Regions from separate parts of the Mus musculus genome. Here all the other regions are linked to region 3. A link is a contact called in public Hi-C, HiChIP or PLAC-seq and promoter capture Hi-C data. All regions are on one chromosome and are shown on one strand. Each heading gives the region's core, a stretch centred on a gene start, on an enhancer-like site or on the middle of the called end of the contact. The rest is flanking DNA. Distances are from core to core; before and after follow the strand shown.

Region 1 (3,540 bases), core at 23-2,522, 650 kb before region 3:
GAGCTACTTTATTTGAGGGATAGTAAATTACCTCCACAACTGACTGGCTGCCATCTGGATTGATTCGGAAGGATCCCATCTGAATGGTCTTCTTGGGGTCCACGCGGGCAATTTCCCACTCTAATTCATCCACCAGAGCCCTGCAAGCTGGTGTCAGGGAAGAGAACAGGGAGTGGGGATGGTGAGGGGAATGAGGGTTTTTCTATCCATCCTTGTTCCAAGCTTTGGATCTCATGACTCCCACGGGTCATCTTCCTCCCACTTCTCCACTGGTCTTCGTGCTTTTACCTCCACAGTGTAGATCTTGGCTCCTTCGAGCCCAGGCAGTTCCCAGCAGGACCCCCAAAAGTAGGGCTAGCCAACCCCAGCCTTTCATCTTTAGTGTAACAGGGTCGCTCCACCTGGATTTGTATGAAAATGAAACACAGGTGTGAGGAGAGCGATCCATTTCCCCCATGACCGTCACCCCTCATTCCAAGGCCTTCAGAGGCCTTGGTGTGATTCGGATTGTTTTCCAGGAAAAAACCTCGTTACAAACACCCGAGGGACCGGAGTTCGGGATGGGGGAATAGGGAGTGAGAGCTCGGGACTGGGACTCAGATCCAGAAACTATGTCCTCCACAGGTGAGGGCCTGGGTTTTGATACTTTGAGGACACTGAGGACTCACAGAGCTATGCAGTAGCTTTGAGATGGAGGTTATCGATTACGTGAGAATGACGGGCAGAAAGGAGCTGCCAGCAAGGAACCAGTCAGGCCATGAAGCCAGCGAGCACACTCCATAACCAGGGCCTATGTGGACCTAGCACCAAGGGTTCCGGAATCCCCATCTCTAGAATGTAAGTAGCTCCCGTGCAGACAGACCAGCCCCTTTTGTAAGGACTCCGCCATCGCTTTGCTCGGGTCCATTCCCAACCTCAGTGCGCCCACAGCCTCTGACGCTCGCATCTGTCCCACCTCTGCTCCCACGGCCGCCGCCGTGGCCCAGGCTCTGGAAAGCAGCCGGACTCTCACTTTGTTTTCTGTGGGTCCCAACCCTAGCAGCTGGCTGGGAAAAACGGGGCTGTCCCGGCTTCTCCAGAGCGCTCCGGCTCCCGCCAGGTTCAGGGTGGCCAGTGACCGCCTGGCCCAGCTTCCCGCACTTAACTAGGCACCTAAGCGGAGATCTGAGGGTCCCGTGCGAGCCCCCCACCGAAACTGACCCTAAGCCCGCCCCTCCAAACTCTCGCGCGAGCAGGCAGCTTTAGGAGCGCCTCCGAGGCAGCGAGGACCCCTTGGAAGACTTGAGGACCCAGACTTGCGTGGCGAATTGGTTCACGTGACCAACCAAAGAACAAAGGTAGCCTAGCTTACAGTGAGGACCGAGCGCATGGGGTGCCTGGGGAAATTGCATCAGTCCAGGTGGGCTAGGACTTGCAAACAGATGCAATTAGTAGTGGGAGAGAAGCCTAGGTTTCAATGCACAAAGATTTCATGATACAGCAAACTACATTTCCCAGGAAGCACTGCAGTACCACTCTGCCAGTAGCTACAGGTCTTTTTCTTTCTTAAAAAAAAAACAAACAAACAAACAAAAAAACTAGTTTTTAAAACAACTTCCTTCTTGTACCAAATTAATAAATGATCGTCATTAGGTATGTATTGGGTAATATCATTTTTGGTATTATCTGCCTTTTCAGGCAGGTTCTTGGAGATTTCTCTTAATTTATCCTCTGAGGATGGGGGTGTGGGTTATATTACGGTCAATATTCTTCTTAGCTCTCACGCTGTGAATAGAGCAATTCCTCTCTGAATTTTCGGCACACCGCAGGTACTGTCATGAGTGAAGCAGTGTCTTGCTATGTAGCCCAGGATGCCTTGAACTCAACTCCCCATCGCAGGCTGGTTGGGGACTGTGGTTCTCAACTGCTCCGCTGTTAGGATAACAGGTTGACACCACGCCTTAAGGTCTTGAGATAAACTGGGATTTGTGATCGCTTTATGTATTTAGGGTGCTAGGCAACTACAGCAAAGACCGAACACCGTCCAGGGGAAGAACAATTATGTTCCTCCTGGTGCCCGGCATGGTGGCGCATGCCTTTAATCCCAGCACTTGAGAGGCAGAGGCAGGCGGATTTCTGAGTTCTCGAGGCCAGCCTAGTCTACAAAGTGAGTTCCAGGACAGCCAGGGCTACAGAGAAACCCTGTCTCAAAAAACAAACCAAAAACCAACCAAACAAACAAAAAAACAAAAAAACTATGTTCCTCCTGGATCCATTCATTCTGGGACTCAGAATCTTCATTTCTAGGTGTGGATCTGAAAACACAGTTTTCATTTTCTCATTGTTTGGTGAAGTCAAATCAAAGAAAGAAAGAAGCCAAAGAATCCCACACTAGCGGTTTTCTAATGAGATAAAAATACTTTTATTTTATAAAACATGCTGTTTTAAGCAAAATTTTTAAAAAATAAAACAAAACTCGAGATAGAATGTATGGAAGACAGATACTTCTCAGCTGTGGTCAGGAATGAAGCCAGTAGCTCAGCTTCCTGCACACCGGTTTGATTGGCCCATTGAGACTCTACAAGCTGGTCCACCCAGCCACCGTCTCTCAAGCAGCTAGATGCTGGAGCTGCCTGGGTCTCTGTACCCTGTGACTGTCCAGGACTTCAGTTCTCTAGCAGACTGGGAACTGAGAGTTCTGGTTCTAGAGCTCTTTTGTACAGATATCAGTTGCCCAGGATATTTATTACGAACACCAATCACTCCACCTGGGTCACTTTAGGCTTTGTTTCTGGCCCACTGTTTTGCAGAGGATAAAGGGGGAATCTGGCAGCTAGAACCTTTGCAACAATTTTGCTGCTTTCCAGTTCTATTAATAGCACCATCTGTAGACCCTGAGCAGATCCAGTTCTGGAAGTGGACAGGGTAAAGCCGACTTGAGAAGCCACCTCTCAGTTCTGGGGACAGCACTGAAAGGGAAGGCAGCTCACAGTGCCAGCACTGAGAAGACAGCTGCATCTGTTAGGAGACAGAATCACGGAGACCAGGGTGAGCAGAGGAGGCACCAGGACACTCACTATACAGAAAGAGCATGAGGGAAGTAGGGCAAGGCATGGACATTTCCCTGAGCAAGCGGCTACACCAGTGTCTCTCTCACTGACTATTGGAAACACTGAGTGATGTGTGAACTGTCAGACACTTCAGGAGCAGGTAGGGGTATTATAATCTGAGGTGGTGGTATACAAGCTCGACATATGCCAGCAACACCTACCCAGCCCAGTTTCCCTCGCCTCAGCCCAGCCTTACTCTTGGGACTTGTCTGGCTTTCAGGCTCAGGCACCTTCCAGTCCATCTTTCGGCCCTTCTCATAGAGACCCTTGAGCACCTTGTGGAAGGACTCGGGCTCGGTGCCGTTCTTGCTCAGCTCCAGATACTTCCGGTAGAGTTGAAGGGCTGTGCGGGCATCCTCAATGCTGTCATGGGTCTCACCTTGAATCTTCAGGTCTGGGGTACACCGATACTTAAGGAACTCACAAAGGCGGCAGGCACCCCATCTCTATC
Region 2 (3,562 bases), core at 279-2,778, 520 kb before region 3:
TGGAGGCAGATGGATCTCTGAGTTTGAGGCCAGCCTGGGTTACAGAGTGAGTTCCAGGACAGCCAGGGCTACACAGAGAAAGCCTGTCTTGAAAAAACAAACAACAACACAATTCTGTCACATACTGCAGTGAATTGTGATGCGTAAGGAGGACTCAGGGATGCCTCTGGCTCCTCACCCCAAAGGTCTTACAAGGGAACGGATAAGCAAATGGTATTTGCTTACCCAACCATATTTATTGGTGTTGAGGTAGTTTGCTGTGTCAGTCTGGTTCATTTAATTATGGTGTGCATATGTTTCTAAATATCACTAAGCTGATATGATAGGGAAAAAACGGTCCATTTCCTATACTGCCATAATGAGGCAGGAGCTACCAGGACAACGTCCAGCTGGATGTCTGAGGATAACAAATTTCATGCTTTGAAAACACTCCTCTTGGGGCTGGAGAGAAAGCCCAGCTACTAAGCATTCCTGGGCAATGTATGCTGGGGGGGGGGGGGTCGACTTCCTGGGTTGAAGATGGCCCCAAAGGGGAAAAACACTTCAATTTAGAGAGGCAGAGCAACGCAATAGCTGACTGGTTTAGGAACTGTCTCACAATTTTCTCATTTATGAATAATCAACGCATTCCAAAACCAAGTTGGAAACTTGATTATCAGTGTTTTGCCAGCATATAAGATATTCCACGGTTAAGCTCTGCTACAAAAACACTCCGGACACATACGCACCTACGTGCGCATCAGCAATGACGCACACCGCACATTACCCACTGACGACAGGCAGAGACAAGAAACCCCACACAGTCAGACCCAAGCGCACTTGGACCTGGGGCAGGAAGCTGTTCGATATCCACAAAATTCCCTAAAATACTGGGACCAGAGAAGAGAGGCTGGGGATGGGCAGGTGTGCACTCGGCCCTGCACTCAGACACGTGCACCAAGCAACACTCCGCGCCCATCTGCGTTCCCAAATAAGTACGCACCTTGGACAGGCATCATCTCGAAGACCGACCTGCCCAAACGCCCTCCCGGGCGGACAGCACCTGACCGCCCGAGCGCGGCGGACAGCACCTGACCGCCCGAGCGCGGCGGACCCAAAGCCCCACATCTAAAGGAAAAGGCATCGCAGGCTAGTGAGCGCGGAGAGGAGATGAGATGCGCTCGCTCTCTGGGGAAGGGGACTCCCAGGGAGCTAGCGAGAACGACAGTGGGAGTGGGAGCCAGCCTGTCCCCTGCCCCTGTCCCGCGAGCCTTACTGATCCGAGTGCTGCGGCTGGTGGCTGTGCGGCGTCCCCCTGCCCTGCGCTGCGGCCTCACCGAGGTAGTACCGGACGCCCCTGCCCAGAAGCGGGCCCCGGCTCGGATGACCCCAGCCTCCCCGCCGACCGTGGCTGCCCGCGCGGCTCAGCGCGTTCTGCAGAGCCCTCATGGAGCGCATGCCCCCGGCGCGCCACCCGCTCGGCCCGGGCGCTCCAGACGTGCGAGCGGCGGCGAGGAGGGAGGGGCGGAAGAGTGGCGGGCGAGACTAGGAGCCCGGGAGCAGTCCTGGGGCCAGTGGAGCCTGCGGGGGGGGGGTGGGGGGGGGAAGGACCGGCCCGGTGGGAGTGGTTGGGGTCCGGGGAGGGGCCAGTCCGGGACGACTCGGATCCCGCAGGTACACCCATAGTCCCCTCACAGCCTCCAGCCAGGAGCGCCACGGGTTCGATTGAGGAGAAGCTGGAGGCGGCTGGGTGGGGAGGGGGCGTGGTCTGGAGTCAAAAGGGACAGGAACCGCGTCCAATCACTGAGGAGGAGGAACGCTGGGAGGCGGGGAAAGGCGCGGGAGGCTGGGACAGTCGGGACACCGGCGCGCGTCAGAGCTTTGGCGGGGAGAGGATCGGCCTCTGCGCAGTCGGAGTTCGTGGAAACGCGCCAGGGCTGGGGACGACGGAGTGCTCTGGTGCAGATGAAAACGCCACACTTTCAAAGAGAGATGAGAGCGAGCGGGATGCGGGAGCCACGTAGTGACCTTCCATGTTCGAAGGCCAGGGGTGGCCAGTGCACACTTACAGGCAGGCGGTGCGGGCTGCAAACACCCCAATCACGGATGCGCGCTGGCGCTGAGTGGACAGAAAGACGGTCCAGAAGCAGCCCGCCGCGCTTCATTGCTAGGCGTCATGGAGCCCAGGTTCTTAGGTCATTTGGTGGCTGCGGAGGACTTATAGTCTCTCTCTAAAGTTCTCTTTCTCTAAAGTTCACGTATTAAAATAAGCCAGTGAACTCAAAATCTTCCCCCCCCCCACCCCCCCCAGACAGGGTTTCTCTGTATAGCCCTGGCTGTCCTGGAACTCACTTTGTAGGCCAGCCTGGCCTCGAACTCAGAAATCCGCCTGCCTCTGCTTCCCAAGTGCTGGGCCGGCTGAAATCTTTTTTTATTGTTGTTTTAGAAACAGGGCTTTGAGATATAGCCCTTGTTGCCGTAGTACTCAGTTTGTAGCCCGTGTTGGCCTTGAATTCGTGGCCAACCTTCTACCTCAACTTCTCAAGTGCTAGAATTGCAGGGGTGTGCAACACCACACGCATGCCGGTGCGCGTGCACACACACACAAACACACACACACACACGACAAAAAAGCAAAGAAACACAAAACATATACGTGCTCCCCCAATTGTTTTTAGTTTTAAGACCTGGCCTCTCCGTATCTCTTAGAACTTACGAGCTAGACCAGCCTGACCTCAAACTCTCAGATCCACCTACTTTAGGCTCCAGAGTGTTGGGATTAAAGGTGTGGTCTTGGTTTGTAGTGGAGAAAATGCACAAAATTTAGGAGAATTAAAAATGTGGTGGTCAGCATTCCTGGAGTCCCAGCGCCAGGGATGTGGAGACAAGTGGGTCAGTAGTTCAACGTCATCTGAAAGAGTCCAAGGCCAGCGTGGGCTTCGAAAGCTTTCACTCACCTGACCTCAGCCCTCACAGCACTTTGACTTAGCAGGAATTATATTAACAACTATTATTGCATGTGTATGCTATGCCAACCAGTTAGTTTATTTTCCCCTAGCAGTGGCCAAAGAAGCAGTTACTAGGTTTGTTTTGAAAAGAGGAAACCAAATTGGAACCAAGACACTTCACTGGGTAAAGGCTCTTGTTCCCAAACCTGATAATTACTCAGACAATGGTTCTCATGAAACCCCCCCACACACTTAGATAAATGTGGGGGTTTTTGTTTGTTATGTTTTTTTAAAGATTTTTTTTTTTCGAGACAGGGTTTCTCTGAATAGCCCTGGCTGTCCTGGAACTCACTTTGTAGACCAGGCTGGCCTCCAACTCAGAAATCTGCCTGCCTCTGCCTCTCAAGTGCTGGGATTAAAGGCATGTGCCACCACGCCCAGCTGGTTTTTTTAAAGATTTATTTACTTACTTATTTATTATTATTATATACATTATATTTACTTATTATATATAGGTACACTAGCTGTCTTTAAACACTCTAGAAAAGGGTGTCAGATCTCATTACAGATGTTGTGAGCCCCCATGTGGTTGCTGGGATTTGAACTCAGGACCTTCGGAAGAGCAATCTGTGTTC
Region 3 (3,475 bases), core at 588-3,087:
AGGTCAGAGTTACACATGAGTTGCAAAGCAGCCTGCACGACACAGTGAGACCCTGTCTCAATGAAAGGAGGAAGGGAAGCAAGCAAGCAGAAAAGTGTGCTTTAGGTTACTTTTGTTGTTGTTGGTTGGTTGGTTTTTCCAGACAGGGTTTCTCTGTGTAGCCCTGGCTGTCCTGGAACTCACTCTGTAATCCAGGCTGGCCTTGAACTCAGAGATTTGTCTGCCTCTGCCTCCCAAGTGCTGGGATTAAAGGCGTGCACGATCACGCCCGGCACTTTTTTTTTTTAAGTTATTTTATTATTTGCTTATTTGTTTCCAGGTGTAGGTAGCTCCGGTTGTCCTGGAACTCACTACGTAGACCAACCAGGCTATCTTCGAACTGGAGAGATCTGTCTCCCTTGGCCTCCCAAGTGCTGGGAGTAAAGTTCTGAGCCACTATGCCTGGCTTTTTGCTTTCCGTTTCAATCCCCAGTGTCCTGTAAAGGAAATCTCAAAGGAACTGCTGACTGTGCTTAGTATCTCCTTATGTCCTCACACCCCGAGGCCCCATTTTGACAGTTTATTCAGGTGACAGTCCTTCCAAATCCTGTTCTAGGCTTTTAGGCCCTGATCCGGAAAAGAATCTTTCCTGGACATATACTCTCTTCCCAAAAGAAGTCTCCAGTCCCTCTTGAACAATATATTTATGGGTGTTGATCTTAAAGCCACAAGTGAGAGCAAGTGACAGGCAGGCAGGAACGGAAGGGGGCAGTATGAGAGTGGATGTGTGCTTACACGCCTTGGCTGTCTTTATTCTCTGGAGTTGCTACTCCCTCCAGTGGATGTTGGCAAACATCACTTATTTTCCCGGCCACTATTTAACAAGGGAGGGAAAACACGATTTCTTATCAACTTTTAATTTTTTTTTTTTCTGGTCGGGATCACAAAATAAGTTTCTTACCTAGTCCGGAGTTGACTGTCCAGCAGAAAGTACAAAATGAATGTGCTTGAAAGAATGAATAAACTTAGGAACTACGTCCCGCTTAAGCGGATGGCCTCTTATCTTTCCTGGGCAACTGGAGTATAATGACTCCAGGTGTGTTCTCCGGAGCTATTTGGGAGGAGGATCTTAACAGGAGGCCAGTGGTGGCACACACCTTTAATCCCAGCACACAGGAGGCAGAGGCAGGTGGGTCTCTCAACTCCAGGCCGGCCCGGTCTAAGGTGTGAGTTCCAGAACAGCCAGGGGCTACCCTGAGAGACCCTGTCTTGAAAAACATTCAGGTGAACTCTATTCCACTGTACCGAGACAGATCCATCCCTGGGGTGTTTTTAGTAAACTGAATGAGTGGGGCGTTTGCTTTCTCCTGACCTATTTCAGGGCGAAACCCAGAAATCCGTTTTAACTCAGAAATTCAAGAGACCTAGCAGCACCTCGGAGCCCCTCCGTGGTTTCCCCCCTAAAGGGTGTCAACCAGCCCAGGCCTCCCTTCCTGGGGAAGGCTCAGGCCTCCGCCCGACCCGAGCTGTCCGGAGGGCGGCCCGGGACCCGTCAGTGCGGACCGTCCCTGGAGCGTCTCACTCAGCGTCCCGAGCTGCTCCGAGTAACGGGCCGCACCCTCGGGATAAGAAACCACTTTTCCACATTTAACGCCCTCGCGCCCGACCCCTGGGCAGCCGCTGCCCGGGTGGTACCTGAGCCGCAGACCACGCAGCCGGCGACGACCAAGAGCAGCCATGTGGCGCCGCCGCCGCCCCCGGCCCCCCAGCACCGGGGCCCTGGACCAACCGCCGACCACACCGACACTTTGATTCCTCCCGCCATGGATGCCTCACACCGCCTCCTCCTCGCGTGCCCCTCCTCAGCAACTGTCTCCGAACGGGCAGCGCCGGCAGCCAATCGGCTGCGAGACCCGCCCCCACCCCCACCCGTGGAGCAGGCGGGGCCTCGCGCGCTCCGCCCTCCCGCGCCCCTAGGAGCCACACCTCCTAGCAACGCCAATCCTGGCAGTGACGACAGGAAGAGCCCGCCCTTTCCCCGCAATCTGCTTCCGTCCGCGGTTTATTTACAAATGAGATTGATGGAAAGCTTACCCAATAGGAAATCAGAATGAGAGGAGGCCTCCTGGACTGCGTGTTTCCATCGAAACGTCTCTTCTAGTTTTTCTTTCCTTTCTTCCTCGGCCCTTTTATGACATGCTAGCCAGTGGCAACTCTTCACGAGTAAGGTTCTCCCGTGACCGTTTTTTAAGGTAAAATGATTGCCAGCCTGTCTCCAAAGTTCTGAAATATTTCAGCAATAAGTACAGGATTATTGTGCGTTGTCAAGGTTTTGCAGGCATAAACAACGTTTGAAAATGTAGAGATAGAGCTGAGATAGAAACTCTGACTTCGATCCCCAGCACTGCAAGAAAAAAACAAACAGAAAACAAAACACCAAAAAAAAGTATTAATTTGGCTTCGGTTTCCTTTTTTGACTGAAGATGTAGCTAAACTGTGCACAAGGCCCTCGTTTCAATCACCAACGCCACAGGAATAAACTACAAGTCCCGAGCATTTCTGGTTTTGAAACGAAACAAGTGATAATTAAGACAGCTTATCCTCTCCATTTGGGAAAAAAAAAAAAAAAAGCCAAGGCTAAGAGAGAGAGAAAAAACACAAAGTAGGTTCTGAGCTCAAATCTAAGTTCTTTCTGTGGCTTAGGTGCCTCCCAGTACTTGCAGTCCAGGCACTGTGTGTGTAGCACTTACAGAAATTGAAAATTGAAGCACCTTTTTTTTTTTTTTTTTTTTTTTTTTTTGGTTTTTTGAGACAGGGTTTCTCTGTGTATCCCTGACTGTCCTGGAACTCACTCTGTAGACCATGGCCTTGAACCCATAAATCTGCCTGCCTCTGCCTCCCAAGTGCTGGGATTAAAGGCGTGCTTGTAATCCCATCACTTGGGAAGTTGAGAATGAAGGCTTGCTGAGAATTGAAGAGTAGCCAGGATTATAGAGTTTGAACCGTGAGAACCTGTATGTGTGTGTATATACATACATATATATACACACACACACACACATATATATACATATACATATATATATACACATACATACACACACACATATATATACACACACTTGTGTGTAGACACATGTATACATGTATATGCACATTTATACACACATATAGATGGCTTATTGCGATGGCTCGGTTGTGTAAACCTAGAACTCATATGACAGGAGAAAACCAACTTCTGCTCCCACAGGACCTCCATACTGACTCTGTGGCACACAATACCCCCCACACAATTAATGGATCGATTGATAAAAAAAAAAAAAAAAAAAAAAAAAAACTTTTAATGTCAAGGTTAACAGGAGGCGTGTTGGTCCATATCTGTTAACTCCAGCATTCAAAACACTCAGGTCAGAGGATCACAAATAAGATTAGCTTGCACTACACATCTAAAACCAACCTCAAAACAAAAACTTACATTAATGTGAAACAAGGGAAG
Region 4 (3,270 bases), core at 465-2,964, 550 kb before region 3:
CAATGCAGTAATACCAGCTTCATACATCTCCAGGGTAGAGAGTAGCACTGATATTCCATCTAGGGACAGACTTATGGCCCCAGAAGAACAGTTCTATTCATGATATATAACTTTCCATCCTAAAGTCAAGAAGGATTAGATATAGCAGTTGTAAGAAAGTTTATCCCTTTGTACCAACTGGTACTGAATAGGGTATATATATAATACTTAGGATTAAAGGTGGAGTAGGAAGGAAAGAACCCTTATAAGTTGGTAATACTTTAGGGTCCCTAGATTCCTTGAGTAAGAAATTTCCCACCTCTCTTGCTTACCCCAAAGAGGTGCCCCAGGGTGAGGGAGAAGCCAACAGCCAGGGCTACAGAGCCCATGCGGCCATTCCGCCTCTCGTCGTATGTAGCAAAGATGCAGAGCACGAACTGGAGCGTCAAGAAGATCTCCACAGTGGTGGCCTGGCCCACGCTCACCCCAGCATGCAGCTGGCCAAAGGGGACAGAAACAGAGGCAACTGTTAGCCCTGCCACGCTGTTCCCACTTGAAGCAGGCACCCCTTACACTTCAGTTCCCGGGAGAGGATGCGGAGCCCCTCCCAAGCCAGTGTTGCTATCCTAACAGAGCTTCTTTGTTGTAGAAATGATTGCACTCACTCACCTGAGAGGGGAAACTGAGACTTTATAAAGTAAAATAAATCTAAGAGCCTGGCCTGGCAGTGGTGACACTTGCCTTTAATCCCAGCATTCAGGAGGCAGAGGCAGGCCTCCTCTGTAAGTCTGAAGTCACCCTGGTCTACAGAGCTTCCAGGATAGCCAGGGCTACACAGAGAAACCCTGTCTTAAGGAGTAGGGGAGAGAAGAGCTGGGTGTGCAGCTCATTTGATGTGACTTGCCTCTTAGCATGCGTGAGGCCCTGGTTCCATTCCCAGCACTACATAAACTGGATGTGTTTGGGTGTACCTGTCTGTAATCTTAGCACTTGGGGGAGGGGGTGGTGAGTAGAGGCAGAAGGACTCTTTGGCTATGTAGGAAGGCTAGGTCTAGAGTCCTGCGCCTGCCCCACCCCCACCCCTGGCCCTCCAGCTCAAAACAGAAGGAAAGGGGACTTGAACTCAACTTTCTGGATTCACCACGGAGGCCTCTATGCTTTCCTTTCCCCTCCAGAGCACTTATGGCTCACACACATGCACACGCACGTGCACACGCACACACACACACACACACAACCATGAGCAAGCATGCCAGGCCAACAGTCAGGACACTGTGTTCCCCAACCCTTAGCCAGCCCTTACCGTGTTGAGCGCTAGGTTTCCTCGGACAGCTGGTGGGGTGACACTGTACAGCACAGCCGCCCCAGCCACAGCTCCCAGAAGCTGGGCTGCTATATAGCAGAAAGCCCGGAGCAAGGACATCTGGGAGCCCACAAGGAAGGCAAAAGTGACCGCAGGGTTGACATGGGCTCCACTGATGTGACCCACAGTCTGCACCAATGTAGCCAAGGCCAGGCCAAAGGCCAAAGCCACTTGCAAGACATGTAGGGGCCCAGGGGCCCAACGTAGCGAGGCTCCAAGCCCAAAGAAGACATAGAAGAGGGTGGCAAAGAACTCAGCAAATATGGCCCTCCAAAAGGAGGCAGACCGAAGTTCCCACATGGCAGTGGGGGTGAACACAGTGCCTGGGTCCCTAATAACCCCCTGGACCTGCCTGGGTTGACAGTCCCCTTTATAGAGGACTCTTAATCCCTGGGAGGGGCAGGTTGAGGTAATTGGCTCTGCCTCTTAACCCCTTCACAGCTGTGGAGGTCTGAATCGAACTTCTGGTAAAGAGGTTGGATTTCCTTTTCTCTCTCCTCAGCAGGGGGAGGGGCGGGGATGAGCGCAGAAGCCAAGGAGCCAGAAGTATGGGGTCCATGGATGGAGAACTAGAACAGTGTGTCTGTGTGTGTCAAAGCTGAGGCTCATAGTATAGTCCTGACTGACACCTGGTTTAGAACATTCCTCAGATTTCTTGGAAGGTAGTTAGGTTGAGTTCACTTCCTCTAAGATAGGGTGGGCTCGCTCATGGGGGTCTCTGGCTCCCTTGAGTCTATTGGGGTTAAGGGTGGGGGAGGGGGTAAGGAGTGGGGTGCAGCAGGGGAATTGAATAACTGAAGAGAATTCTTTAGTTCCCTGGGATTAGGGGGCCTTCTCCCATTGGCTGGTTTGGACTGGAATCTGTGGACCCTGCAGCTCTGGAACTGAATAGTTCTGCTGTGTCTGGCTTTCTCAGAGCCCCGGAGTTCCCTACCCCCTGGCCATGCCAGCGTCTCCCTTTCCAAACCATCAGCCTGCCCTTTTAAACCAGGGGGTGGGGAAACATGATCTGAAAGTGGGGTTGGGGTCCCAGAAGGAGGAAACGTGGTCCGTTTTCCCACTTTCTTGCCACGCTGTGCCTTTTCCTAACCCATGTGAGGTAGCAGGAGGTGGTGGATGAGAAGAAACAGTCACTTGGCAAAACAGCTCAGTCAGTTCTCCAGGACAGCTGAGAGCAAGACTGGAGTGCCCACCCTCAACCCAGACGCAGAAGAATCTGGGTCAAGGGGAAAGAGGTTCAGCTCTGTTCAGCTTCAGAGAGGGACATGGGGCCTAGGAGAGCGGGGCTCTGTGAATAGAGAAGGAAAAATGGGGTTCCGAGACAGACTCCTCCACCTGGGAAGTCATACAGGTCAGCAGAGCTTTTCATGTGAAGCCCTGGAGCAGACCCTGTAGGGATGGCTCAGCCAGTGCCTCTCCTCCAGTGGGGAGTGAGAAGGAACACATTAGGGAGTTGTGTTTCTGTCCTGCAATGTGCAACTTGGGGTTGGATGGTACAGACAGTACAGTGACGGTGGAGGGCCCCTGTAACCCACAGAACAGCAGGGGAAGTTGTCAAGACCAGGGGCACTCACAGGGACTGATGAAGAGAAACAGTAACATCCATGGACCCTTGAACATCCCAGGAGCATCTCAAAAGACTCCTGACTTCAGGTCCTGTAACCTTCGTAGCATCTCACTCTGTAGATCCCAGTCACCTACGTCAACCCCAGAAAATGCAGGGTTTGTGCTGCCTGCAGGAAATGGCCTCAGAGAGGAGCAAGGTTAGCACATCACAGATAGGAGTTGAGACCCTCTGAGTGTATGCTGAGGCAGGTGGGTGTGAGGATACAAAGTGACAGAAGTGTTTTAGCTACAACATAAGACAGAACTATAGAGGTTAAGGGGGGACGGAGGACCTCACCCCAAGTATCTGTGCCAGGCTCACC
Region 5 (3,496 bases), core at 104-2,603, 560 kb after region 3:
TGTGTGCAGGCACATAACCCAAGGTGTTAAAAGCAGGATATGTGTCTGTGTATCTTTTAGATTTTCCCCTGGCGTGGTGAGCTTCCCCGCAGAAATTTTCCAATGGTATATAATGTCTCTCGTTTGCCGTTGTCTAGGAATTGATATTCTCAGGGTTGCTAATTCAGTTACCGTCTGTTTCCAGCTTCATTTCCCTTTTGTTTTTACAGGTTTTCCCTTACAGTCTGGACAAACAGACACTTTACCCACATACCCAAGACCCAGCCCAACTTTAACCAGAAGGCCCTTATTTTTAGTTCTTCCTTCTCCTCTCCCCTGCCTTCCTCCTCCTTGTCTCCTCCTCCTCCTCCTCCTCCTCCTCCTCAAAGATTGCTATTCATAAGCTGGGCTGGCTCCTACTGTTCATCTTTTTGCCTCAGCTTATAATTATAGGCATCTACCTCCACTGTTGGCTCCATTATTATTTCTTCTTCTTTTGAGACAGAGTCTTATGTATTCCAGGCTTGAACCCAACTCTATGTAGCCAAGGATGACTGCTTGGATTCCAGGTGTGTACACCAACTGTGATGCAGCTTGAACCCTGCTAAGCCAGTGTCTGTGTGTATTTGAGAGTGTGACTCAAATATCGAAGGCTGGTCTCAAACTCACAATATGGAAGAGGATGACCTTGAATTATTGAGCCTCCTGCCTCTGTGTCATGAGTGTCGGGATTACAGGCATGCACTACCACACTCTCCTTCTTAAAATAATTTTATTGGAGGGCAAATTCAGGTTTTGACACAGATTATTTGGTTGTTGGTAATATATTATCATATATGTGTATATAAAAATATGTACATGTATATTTGTGTGTATATAAATGTAAATATGTACATAATTATATATGTACATACATAAATATCTGTGCGATATATGTATATTTTTATGAAGAAGCATGCTTCTGTATAGTATATTTTGAAAAGATATTAAGTAACTTCCAAAAATATCCCCCGCACTCACCATCCGCTTCAATATTCTGCCCGATGGAGATGCCATACATTGCAAGAAATATATGAAAAATAGTAAGAAGGTTTATTTCCGACAGCTGGGGATGAGACAACAGGCAAAAGAACACAGCCACATACCACACCTCAGGATTAAGGAGCGAGGAGGGGAGGGGCCCAATCTCGCCGATGATTGGTTGTTGCTCTTGGCCAATCAGAAACAGCTATTGATTTTTACTAACAATGCGACCCGCCTCCCTGGAGGCTTTGACGCCACGTTTACAAATGAGGATGCGTTACGTAAGAGAGAGCTCCCGGACAGCCAATGAAAGCTTGGGGCGCTAATGGGCGGGTGAGGCCGCTGCCAGGTTTGGGGCGGAAGGGACATCTCTAGCAGAGACGGAGCGGAAGATGGCGGCGGAGGTGCTGCTGTCCAGTCTGTTGGGATTGCTATTTCTAGGGCTCCTGTTACCTGCGCGTCTGACGGGCGGTGTCGGGAGCCTGAATTTGGAGGAGCTGAGTGAGATGCGTTATGGCATCCAGATCTTGCCGTTGCCTGTCATGGGAGGGCAGGTAAGGGGTGTGGGGCGAGGTGAGGGTCCTGTGCAAGAGGAAGGGGCGCACGGTGGAGGAGGAAGGGCAACTGCGCACCGGGCTCGGGAGAATGGGGGAATGGAGAAGGGATGGTGGTGTTCCTGCGGTCCTGCTGGGAATGGCAGGCAGACCCATCCTCGGAGACCAGGCACCGACAGGGGTAGGGCTCCCCACTGTAGACCTTAGTTCCCCAGGTCGTAGTGAAATCACTGGGACCCCGCCGGGTGGGGAAGCGAGAACGCCCTCTCCTCCGCTCAGCCGGGGCAGCTGGAGGACTTGTGGCTTATTCTCTCTTCCACTGGGCACGTCCCCAGGGTCTGAAGAGGGATCTCGTTGTTCTTGGTCCCAGCCTCTGCCTCCCTGCCCCTCTTCCCGACCCTTCTTTCCCAGAGCCAAGCTTCAGACGTGGTGGTTGTGTCTTCAAAGTACAAACAGCGCTATGAGTGCCGCCTACCAGCTGGAGCTATTCACTTCCAACGTGAAAGAGAGGAGGAGACGCCTGCTTACCAGGGGCCCGGGATCCCTGAATTGTTGAGCCCAATGAGAGATGCCCCTTGTTTGCTGAAGGTGAAAGGAACTGGGGTGGGCGGAGGGAAGGCTTGGGAACCGGAATGGAGGCCAGTGGGAGTTAAAGGGCCATTGGTGTACTAGATATGTTTGGGGGGGGGGGAGCGTGGGGGGTGGGGTGGGGGCGTGCAAAGCAAAGACTCTGCTGAATGTAGGGAAAGGTTAAGATAGAAGATCTCAAAATAGGTTAAACCAACATCAGAAGGACGGTGGTGGGACCAGAAGAGCTGGAGCCTACCTGTAAAGTCACCTCCTGCTCCTATTGCTCATTACCTCAGGATGCCATTGTATTCCACGAAGTTCAGTGAATACTTGAACCTGTGGGAGTCCTCATCCAAGTGCTTCAAGGATACCATGATTTCTTATCTTTATGGAGGGCAGGGAATGATTTATGCCTGTGATCCCAGGTGGGTCACAGAGCATCATAGCCCTGTCTGAGAAGAAAGAAGAAAGAAGAAGAAAGAAGAGAAGAAGAAAAGAAGAAGAAAGGGCATGGGTGGGGATCAGTTATACTTTAGATGTGCGTCTCCAGCCACGAAAAGAAAACAGCTGTCCCTTCTCACAGAGTCGAGAATGCGGGAGGGGAGAGAAAAAGGGAGGTGAGAACTAAATGACAGGTTATATATCTCGGAGCCAGGAGACTGTGGTTTCACAAGGAGATCATTTTCTTGCCTCCTGATTGTTCCTTTTTCCACTATCAGACCAAGGACTGGTGGACATATGAATTCTGTTATGGACGTCATATCCAGCAGTACCATATGGAAGGTGAATCGCTCCTACACTCCCCCTAAGCCTTCATGACCCTGTGTGGTTGGTAACCTTCCCTCCCAGTCCTCCCTTCTAGGCCTCATCATGAGAATAGTGGGCTTTACTGTGGTTTCCCTTACAGACTCGGAGATCAAAGGTGACGTCCTCTATCTTGGCCACTACCAGTCCTCCTTCAACTGGGACGACGAAACAGCCAAGGTGACTGGGGTGTGGGGTTGGATTGGGGACCGGCTGAGCGGCAGATAGAGGGCCCAGGCAACAGGGAGGGTCACATTGAGCTGGTGTGCCTCTTGGGGTTTGGTACCCATCAAGCCTCCTGGGCTCTGTTCTGTGATCCCCCGGTCCCTGCGGGAGTGTGTTCCCTTTCTCACGCCCTCTCCACCCCGCCTCATGTTTTCTCCAGGCTTCCAAGCAGCATCGGCTGAAACGCTACCACAGCCAGACCTACGGCAACGGGTCCAAATGTGATCTCAACGGGAAGCCCCGAGAAGCTGAAGTTCGGGTAAGTCTTCCAGGAAAGAAAAGGGTCCCTGAATAACAGTAGTCTGCCTGCTAAGGGAGGAGAATGCTTATGCCCTGGAGTC
Region 6 (3,135 bases), core at 420-2,919, 690 kb before region 3:
GGAAGGAAAAGTGTTAGAAATGCACTCATTCTGCATCTGGAGGTTTCATGCTCTCGTGTGTGTGTGTGTGTGTGTGTGTGTGTGTGTGTGTGCATGAGAATGAGTATGTGTGTGTGCATGGTGTGTGTGTGAGAATGTGTATGTGTGTGAGTGTATAAATGTGAATGTGTGTGTGTGCATGAGAATGTGTATGTATGTTTATGGTGTGTGTGTGGGTGTGGGAGACGCACATGTGTGTTGTGTGATGTGTGTTTAGCTGGTTCTCTCCATGGGGGCGGGGGGGGGGGGGGGAGTCCTGAGGATTGAATTCAGAGCAAACTGGGTGGCAAGCACCCCTACCCACTGAGCCATCTGGCTAGCCTCGTCTTGACTCTGAGTCTATGACCTTATTTGTGTAAAGCATTTGACTTGTATCACAATGTAGCTTTGATTGCCTGTCTTCTTCCTGCCAGCACATTTCCTTTGTCAGGCAAAGCTCGAATCAATGTGGGGAGCTTTAACCCAGCGTAGGGAAAGCAGAGCTTGCTCTGTGACAGTCGGGAGAATTTTGCTTGCTCTTGCACCCGTCTAGGCTAATCTCTTTCTAATTTGTAGTTTATTTCTCTTCTCTCTTTTTCCTTTGGTCATACTTTTCCCAAGAGCGCTTGTTTTTTCCTTGAATCCTGGGACGTAGTATTCACCTTTGGGCTTTCTGCCTGTGATGTCTCGTCCTCCATTGAGTACACATTTTTCCCCGACAGTGATGGTGCTTTTTTCTAAAAGTAAATTTTGGCTAGTAGTAGCTCACACCTGTAATTCCAGCAACTGGGAAGTGGCAGCAAGAAGGTGCATATGAGTTCAAGGTCAGTGCAGGTTACAGAGCAAGATCATGACACCCCAAAGCCCTCCTGGAGAGCATGCATGTCTGTAATCTCAGCAGCTAAGAGTCAGGACGATATCCAAGAGTTCCAGGGCAACCAAGCTTATATAGCGAGGGCGTCTCAAAGAACAAACAAACCATGTCTTATGTTTGGTTTGGTCTGACAGTAGGGCTTGCTTCTTGTTTAGAGCTGGCTACTCTAAAACTGGGTAGGTAGCCCAGGCTGGCCTGGAACTCGTGGCAACCCTCCTGCTTCTGCCTCAGACTTCTTTCCATAAATATTAGGGAGGAAATTCTGCTCCTAGGGACGTTCATGAAGGAGCACTGCAAATTCAAGGCCTGAATTGTCTTGTCTCGAATAACGAGAAGGGGAGGAAGGGGGAAGGGCGTGTAGATCTAGGAGAGATTATACAAGTCAGCCCAGAACTTGCAAAGTTAATATCCTTTTCCAAAGACATAAACCGGCAGCAGGCACTGCAAAGGCCAGTAGGATGAAAAGAGCCTCTCCTTCTAAAGGGCTCTGAGAAACGTTCCTCTGGACATCGACAGCCATCTGCCGTTGACACGCCCACGACGTCGCCTCTGCGTCTACGTATCAGGTCCTGTGACCACAGACTCGCCAAGTAGTTTGTGCCAGGCGATCTCGCTCCCCCGAGCCATCTCTGCAGCTCCTCCGACACGCACCCAGCGCCCTTTCTTTCACGCCAGAGGTGTCAAAGAAACTACATCTCCCGACAGGCAGCGTTGTCCCTTCCTTCCTCGCGCTCCCTCCTCCCGATCCCTGGCAACGGCGTGACGTGAGGGGACCCAGAGCTGCGGTCACCGCTTCAGTGACAGCCTATCCGGCGCGCGGGCCGGAGCAGGGCGAAGGCAGCCGGAGCTCGCGCCGCCCTTCCTGCCCGGCCTCCCCTACAGCTCGCCGCCGCCGGGAGTGCCAGGCAGGGGCGCGCGCATGGCCTCTGCGGGCGCGCGGAGGCTCCCGGCCCCGACGCGCGCGGCCGCCCGGAGCTGCTGCGGCTTCTCGCTCTGCCGGGGCGCGCGCTCCGTCCCGACCCCGCCCCCGGGCCCTCCGCGGCCGCCGCGTCCAATGAGGTGAGAGGCAGGCACAGACGTCCGCGCAGGACCGGAGGGGGTCGCCCGGCACCCCGAAGTTCAGCGGTGGAGGGTGGCAGCCCTTAGACGGCAGGCCGGAGAAGGGCTGGCATTGGTGGTGCCCTGGGAGTTCGAATGGAGTTCTGGAGATACGCGTACAAGCTAGATGCTCGGGGCGGGTGCGTGCCAGCCACTTCTTGGCCTTCGCCGGCGTTCTGGCTTTGATGTGCCTGGCCTGACCCTGGCGTCAGAGATGCTTCAGTTTGCTTGCAGCAGTAGTGTTGCCTCAAAGGCAGCTGGCACTTAGGACGTGCCCTTCTTTTTCCCATCCCCACCCCTGGCCCTGTCCTCAGCCGCCCTCGACCTTTCGCACTCGTGACTGCCTGGCCAGCCAGCCCAGCTAGCTGCAGCAGGTGCTAGGGGCAGAAAAGCTTGCCCGAACCAACGACCTTCCTCTGTGATGCATCCCTCTTCCCCTTCACCTGAAGTGGTTGAATACAAAAAAAGAATCGTGACGCTGCCTCTCCTTTCTTTTTGGCGCTAGGTTTCTGATTTCCTGTAATCTCTTCTTGCCTCGCGCTGCCCAGGCCTTGGCAGCGGAGGCTGGCCTACCTCATAGTCGTTCCTTCATGGGCTTTGCTGCCCCCTTTACCAACAAGCGAAAGGCTTACTCGGAGCGTAGGATCATGGGGTGAGCATTCCTTTTTTTCCCCTTCAAATAAATAACCATGTACCAGTAGTGGGTAAGATTCATATTGGGCCACTTGTCTCCCCAGCAACGTTTTCGCTGCCAGCCTTTCAACCTAAATTTCCCACCTTAGTTGTTCTGCACGTGTATTAGTCTAGAATTGTGTTACATCATAGAAAGGTAACCGACTAGGTAGTACAGCCTGTAATCTAAGCTTGAAGCTTCCACGGACTACATAGCCAGAGCTGCATCATAGGTATCTCACACACACACATTTTGAGACAGGCTCTCACATAGCCTAGGGTTGGCCTTGAACTTGATATACAGTCAAGAAGACTTTGAACTTATATCTTGCCTCCACCTACCTCCCTAGAGCTGAGATTATAGACATGTGCCACCATGCTGCTGTTTTTCTGCAGTGCTGGGGATTGAACATGCTAAGAAACCACTTATTACAGGACTTAATTAAGTCACAGCTTTTTGTTATTGTTGTTTG
Region 7 (3,167 bases), core at 661-3,160, 640 kb after region 3:
TCAACTAATCCTGCCTCTAACCTGCTGAGATGGCAGAACCCAGGCCTCTCCCTGTCCCAAGAAAAGGGCCAGCTTATTACCTAACAAGCCACCATAGCCACAGCCTATGTCTGCAAACTCCACTTGGGCCCCAGAGTGCTTTTCTTTCTCATCCTTTGGATCATCATGGCTCTTATTTTGAATAAGCGGAGCAAAGAACTCTGGGTAAAGCTCAGACCAGTCCATTTCCTCTGGCTTCACAGGGCTATTAGAAAGAAGACATGAGACACATGAGACTGTTGTACATACCAGTGCAGACATTTTGTGTAAGAGTTGGGGGGGGGGTGGTAGGCTTAGAAAAAAACTCTGCATGCAGGGACCATGTGGTATGTAGAAGGTGTAATGGGAAGTCCCCTGGCTTCTAGGGTGTGAATCAGTCCCATCATGAGGCTATGGCTGCAGATCTGCCAAGTTCTTCTGGGTACTGATGTGTGTAAGGTTTTCCCAGAGACTGACTGCCTAAGGCACTGGAGCACTACTTTGTTTATGTATATTTTAAAATTTTTATTTACCCGTGTATTTTGCATTTTATGTGTATGAGTGTTCAGTCTTCATGCACACCAGGAGAGGCAATCAGATCCCATTAGAAGTGGTTTCCAGCCACCATGTGATTGCTGGGGCCTCTGGAAGAGCAGTCAAGCGCTCTTAACCACTGAGGCATCTCTCCAGCCCTCTTTGTTTATGTATTTTGTGTGGCGAGGATGGAACAAGGAGTGGCCAGGAGTGTGTATATATGTTTATCTTTTTATAAATTAAAAAACCCAAATCGGAGCCGGGTGTAGTGGTGCACACCCTCAGGAGGCAGAGGAAGCTGTATCTCTGTGAGTTCGAGGCCAGCCTGATCTACAAAGTGAGTGCCAGGACAACTAGGGCTACACAGAGAAACCCTGTCTCCAAAATCCAAACCAAATTAAAAAGAAAAACCGGAAGGTGGAAATGACAACTTGCTTCGCTTCATTTTGGCAATAGTTTTTCCCCCCTCTTCCTAGATCTGGCTGGCAAGTCCACCCAGACTTTAAGTCTCCAACACCGCGACCCCTCCCAGCCGGCCAACTCCGCCTTCTGCCCAATCTCCCTAAGCCATCCTCAGCTGACGTGTCACCCGGACAACCCTCCCCGCTCCATCGCAAGTCCTAGCGGTGGCCCCTGCGCGACCGCCTTCCCTCCCTCCCGGACCCCGCCGGGCCCGCTCACTAGCGCAGTGTGTGGTCTGCCATGGGGTTGGAGTGGGCGCGCTGCCGGTAGTAGCGCTTCTGCGGCTGGGGGGCTTCGGCTCCCGCCATCATGCCACGCAGTCCACGTGGAGAGCCGAGCTCGCGGCGCGAGGTGATGACGCAGCCCGCGGACCGCCAGCGGGCCCCGCCTTTTAAAGAGCGAAGAGCAAATTCTGTAGCACCGTAGGGAAAGGACCCTGAAGGGAGTGGGAGGGGAAACCTGCGCCCTGCTATTGCTAACCGTGCTTTGGGGAGGCCAGCTCCGGGCACCCCGCATCCTCCCTTGGGTCGTTCTGGCCTAGTCTGGGTTCTCAAATGCCCACAGGTACCTGTGCGCCCCACAGGTGAGCGGGATGTGAGGGACCCGCCTCTGACAGTAAACTCAAGCATCATTTCTTCTCTCTCCGGGTGGTCTCAAACCAAGTCTGGCCCGTATGGTGTTGTGTGGGTCCTGTTCTGTGTGCGCCAGGTACCCGGGCTCGGGGGTCATCCCCATCCATCTCTAGGAAGTCCAGCTGGAGGAAGGAGAGCGAACTGGGGAGGCGGGGCCCGGTGCCTGGGAGCAGCCCATATGGCTGGCAGTCCCCAGCCTCAACCCCGCACCGATAGAGGGGATCCGAGCGCTGGCCGGGGTGCTCGGGGACTCTATCTGCCGGATGGCCAGCTCTCGCACCGATCCGGAAACTGAGCCCGAATCCGTGTTCCCACGGGAGATCCGGCTCTTCACAGACTCTTACTCAGAGAGCAGCCGGTTCTGCTTCTGTGGGCACGAGCTGAGCATCACGCAGAACTTTGGGTCGCGCCTTGGGGTGGCGGCACGCGTGTGGGATGCGGTGAGGAATGGGCTGCCCTAAGTGAGGGTCCCTGAGAGGTCCAGTCCCCGGACCCCGGCTCTCCCATATGGAGACACCGTTCTGACAGTTTCCCACTTTCTTTTTCCCTTCCTCATAGGCTCTGAGCCTGTGTGACTATTTCGAGAGTCAAAATGTGGATTTTCGAGGCAAGAAGGTGATCGAACTGGGCGCGGGGACGGGCATCGTGGGAATCTTGGCGGCGCTGCAGGGTGCGTGAGCTGGCATTGCGGCGGGAGGAGGGGAGCTGGAGTGTGGAGAAGTGAGGACGTGGATTCCTGGGGGTGGGTAGAACTCAGCTCAGTTCTTTCCTTTTAACAAACCTCTATTCTCCTGCAAGGCAGACAGCGCTGACGAGTGTTCAGAACACTCAAGCTAGTTGGCTTCAGGGTACCTGAAACAAATAAGATAGGCTTTCCGTGAAAAAAAAAAAAAACTGGAGATGCTCTTTCGCTAAAATGCTTGCATGGATTTTCTGAAGGAGAGACCTAGGACAGTGAACCTCATCAAAGATTTGTAGCTTTGTTATGTTAGGATCTTTTAAATATCTTTTTCTTTCCTTTCTTTTTTTTGGGTGTGTGTGTGTGTGTGGGTAGGGGGTGTGGGTGTGGTTTTGTAGTCTGGTTGAGACAGGCTCTCTTGTTGTCCAGGCTGGCCTAAAACTCATTACGTAGAGATTAGCCTTGAATTCCTGCCTGGTCCTCCTGTCTTACTTTTTCCTAGTGCTGGGATTATAGGTGTGTGCTACCGTACTGCAATAGAGCCTAGGGTTTTTAATACTAGAAGAAGCAAGGTTATGAATTTTGAAGGACCCGAGTGTGAATATATATATGGGTGGTAATTGGTAATTAAGCAGCTGAGACCTGGGAAAGGAAAAGGTCAGGGAAATTGTGCTTCACTTTGAGCAAAAACCTACAAAAGCTTCTTGCCTAGTGATCTAAGTCGTGTAAACCAGATGTCCTTATTTGTAGGAACAGAAGTGGGTCACATCAAGGGCAGTCTTTGCAGAGGCAGACATTAATTCTTATATTTATTCCTTCAGTCAGTCAATATGTATTCTCTG

What was found. Promoter capture Hi-C pulls out the DNA fragments that hold promoters and counts their contacts. Hi-C and Micro-C count contacts between places; a contact is called where the count stands out from the background. HiChIP or PLAC-seq counts read pairs in DNA pulled down with a chosen protein or histone mark.
Region 1: a promoter capture Hi-C map of liver shows a contact between it and region 3, with 2.6 times the contacts expected there. The contact joins the promoter of Cnpy2 here to the promoter of Nemp1 in region 3. A contact is called at or near these places in 8 of 39 promoter capture datasets (the C10 cell line, cranial neural crest, embryonic stem cells and 3 more), 2 of 115 datasets of contacts at active chromatin or transcription factors (embryonic stem cells and pancreatic cancer cells) and 3 of 9 other capture datasets (adipose tissue, liver and macrophages).
Region 2: a contact with region 3 is called in a promoter capture Hi-C map of liver, with 11 times the contacts expected there. The contact joins the promoter of Gls2 here to the promoter of Nemp1 in region 3. A contact is called at or near these places in 22 of 39 promoter capture datasets (the 3T3-L1 cell line, 3T3-L1-derived adipocytes, the C10 cell line and 14 more), 1 of 15 datasets of contacts at CTCF or cohesin (embryonic stem cells), 20 of 484 Hi-C or Micro-C datasets (the AML12 cell line, the Ba/F3 cell line, the G1E-ER4 cell line and 9 more), 17 of 115 datasets of contacts at active chromatin or transcription factors (the 230-238 cell line, T-cell acute lymphoblastic leukemia, astrocytes and 9 more) and 5 of 9 other capture datasets (adipose tissue, embryonic stem cells, liver and 2 more).
Region 4: a contact with region 3 is called in a promoter capture Hi-C map of liver, with 6 times the contacts expected there. The contact joins the promoter of Mip here to the promoter of Nemp1 in region 3. A contact is called at or near these places in 16 of 39 promoter capture datasets (the 3T3-L1 cell line, 3T3-L1-derived adipocytes, the C10 cell line and 10 more), 1 of 15 datasets of contacts at CTCF or cohesin (the NIH/3T3 cell line), 2 of 484 Hi-C or Micro-C datasets (CD8 T cells and embryonic stem cells), 8 of 115 datasets of contacts at active chromatin or transcription factors (T-cell acute lymphoblastic leukemia, embryonic brain, embryonic forebrain and 5 more) and 1 of 9 other capture datasets (macrophages).
Region 5: a Hi-C map of CD8 T cells shows a contact between it and region 3, with 3 times the contacts expected there. The contact joins the promoter of Os9 here to the promoter of Nemp1 in region 3. A contact is called at or near these places in 4 of 39 promoter capture datasets (cranial neural crest, liver, pre-B cells and 1 more) and 4 of 484 Hi-C or Micro-C datasets (CD4 T cells, CD8 T cells, the G1E-ER4 cell line and 1 more).
Region 6: a promoter capture Hi-C map of fetal liver shows a contact between it and region 3, with 6 times the contacts expected there. The contact joins the promoter of Coq10a here to the promoter of Nemp1 in region 3. A contact is called at or near these places in 14 of 39 promoter capture datasets (the 3T3-L1 cell line, 3T3-L1-derived adipocytes, the C10 cell line and 8 more), 1 of 484 Hi-C or Micro-C datasets (embryonic stem cells), 2 of 115 datasets of contacts at active chromatin or transcription factors (bone marrow-derived macrophages and microglia) and 1 of 9 other capture datasets (adipose tissue).
Region 7: a contact with region 3 is called in an HNF4G HiChIP or PLAC-seq map of pancreatic cancer cells. The contact joins the promoter of Eef1akmt3 here to the promoter of Nemp1 in region 3. A contact is called at or near these places in 2 of 39 promoter capture datasets (embryonic stem cells and pre-B cells), 1 of 484 Hi-C or Micro-C datasets (B cells), 2 of 115 datasets of contacts at active chromatin or transcription factors (memory CD8 T cells and pancreatic cancer cells) and 1 of 9 other capture datasets (adipose tissue).

Annotation. Positions count from the first base shown.
Region 1 is chr10:128,320,191-128,323,730 of GRCm38.p6, reverse strand. It overlaps Cnpy2 (canopy FGF signaling regulator 2), which reads right to left and starts at 1,272. Exons shown (of 6, transcript NM_019953.1): 1 at 956-1,272; 2 at 289-401; 3 at 32-147. The coding sequence starts at 376. It overlaps Pan2 (PAN2 poly(A) specific ribonuclease subunit), which reads right to left. Exons shown (of 26, transcript NM_133992.3): 25 at 3,286-3,483; 26 at 2,373-2,997. The coding sequence ends at 2,966.
Region 2 is chr10:128,192,601-128,196,162 of GRCm38.p6, reverse strand. It overlaps Gls2 (glutaminase 2 (liver, mitochondrial)), which reads right to left and starts at 1,528. Exons shown (of 18, transcript NM_001033264.3): 1 at 1,256-1,528. The coding sequence starts at 1,437.
Region 3 is chr10:127,675,427-127,678,901 of GRCm38.p6, reverse strand. It overlaps Nemp1 (nuclear envelope integral membrane protein 1), which reads right to left and starts at 1,837. Exons shown (of 9, transcript NM_001113211.1): 1 at 1,675-1,837. The coding sequence starts at 1,804. It overlaps Gm16230 (a long non-coding RNA gene), which reads left to right and starts at 2,143. Exons shown (of 4, transcript XR_872178.1): 1 at 2,143-2,231.
Region 4 is chr10:128,224,254-128,227,523 of GRCm38.p6, reverse strand. It overlaps Mip (major intrinsic protein of lens fiber), which reads right to left and starts at 1,714. Exons shown (of 4, transcript NM_008600.5): 1 at 1,283-1,714; 2 at 312-476. The coding sequence starts at 1,642.
Region 5 is chr10:127,119,017-127,122,512 of GRCm38.p6, reverse strand. Os9 (amplified in osteosarcoma) reads left to right here and starts at 1,353. Exons shown (of 15, transcript NM_001171026.1): 1 at 1,353-1,556; 2 at 1,968-2,144; 3 at 2,846-2,909; 4 at 3,034-3,110; 5 at 3,316-3,414. The coding sequence starts at 1,395.
Region 6 is chr10:128,367,514-128,370,648 of GRCm38.p6, reverse strand. It overlaps Coq10a (coenzyme Q10A), which reads left to right and starts at 1,669. Exons shown (of 5, transcript NM_001374700.1): 1 at 1,669-1,951; 2 at 2,496-2,642. The coding sequence starts at 1,812.
Region 7 is chr10:127,040,137-127,043,303 of GRCm38.p6, reverse strand. It overlaps Eef1akmt3 (EEF1A lysine methyltransferase 3), which reads left to right and starts at 1,910. Exons shown (of 3, transcript NM_001205036.1): 1 at 1,910-2,086; 2 at 2,205-2,316. The coding sequence starts at 1,910. It overlaps Mettl1 (methyltransferase like 1), which reads right to left and starts at 1,372. Exons shown (of 6, transcript NM_010792.1): 1 at 1,234-1,372; 2 at 81-244. The coding sequence starts at 1,325.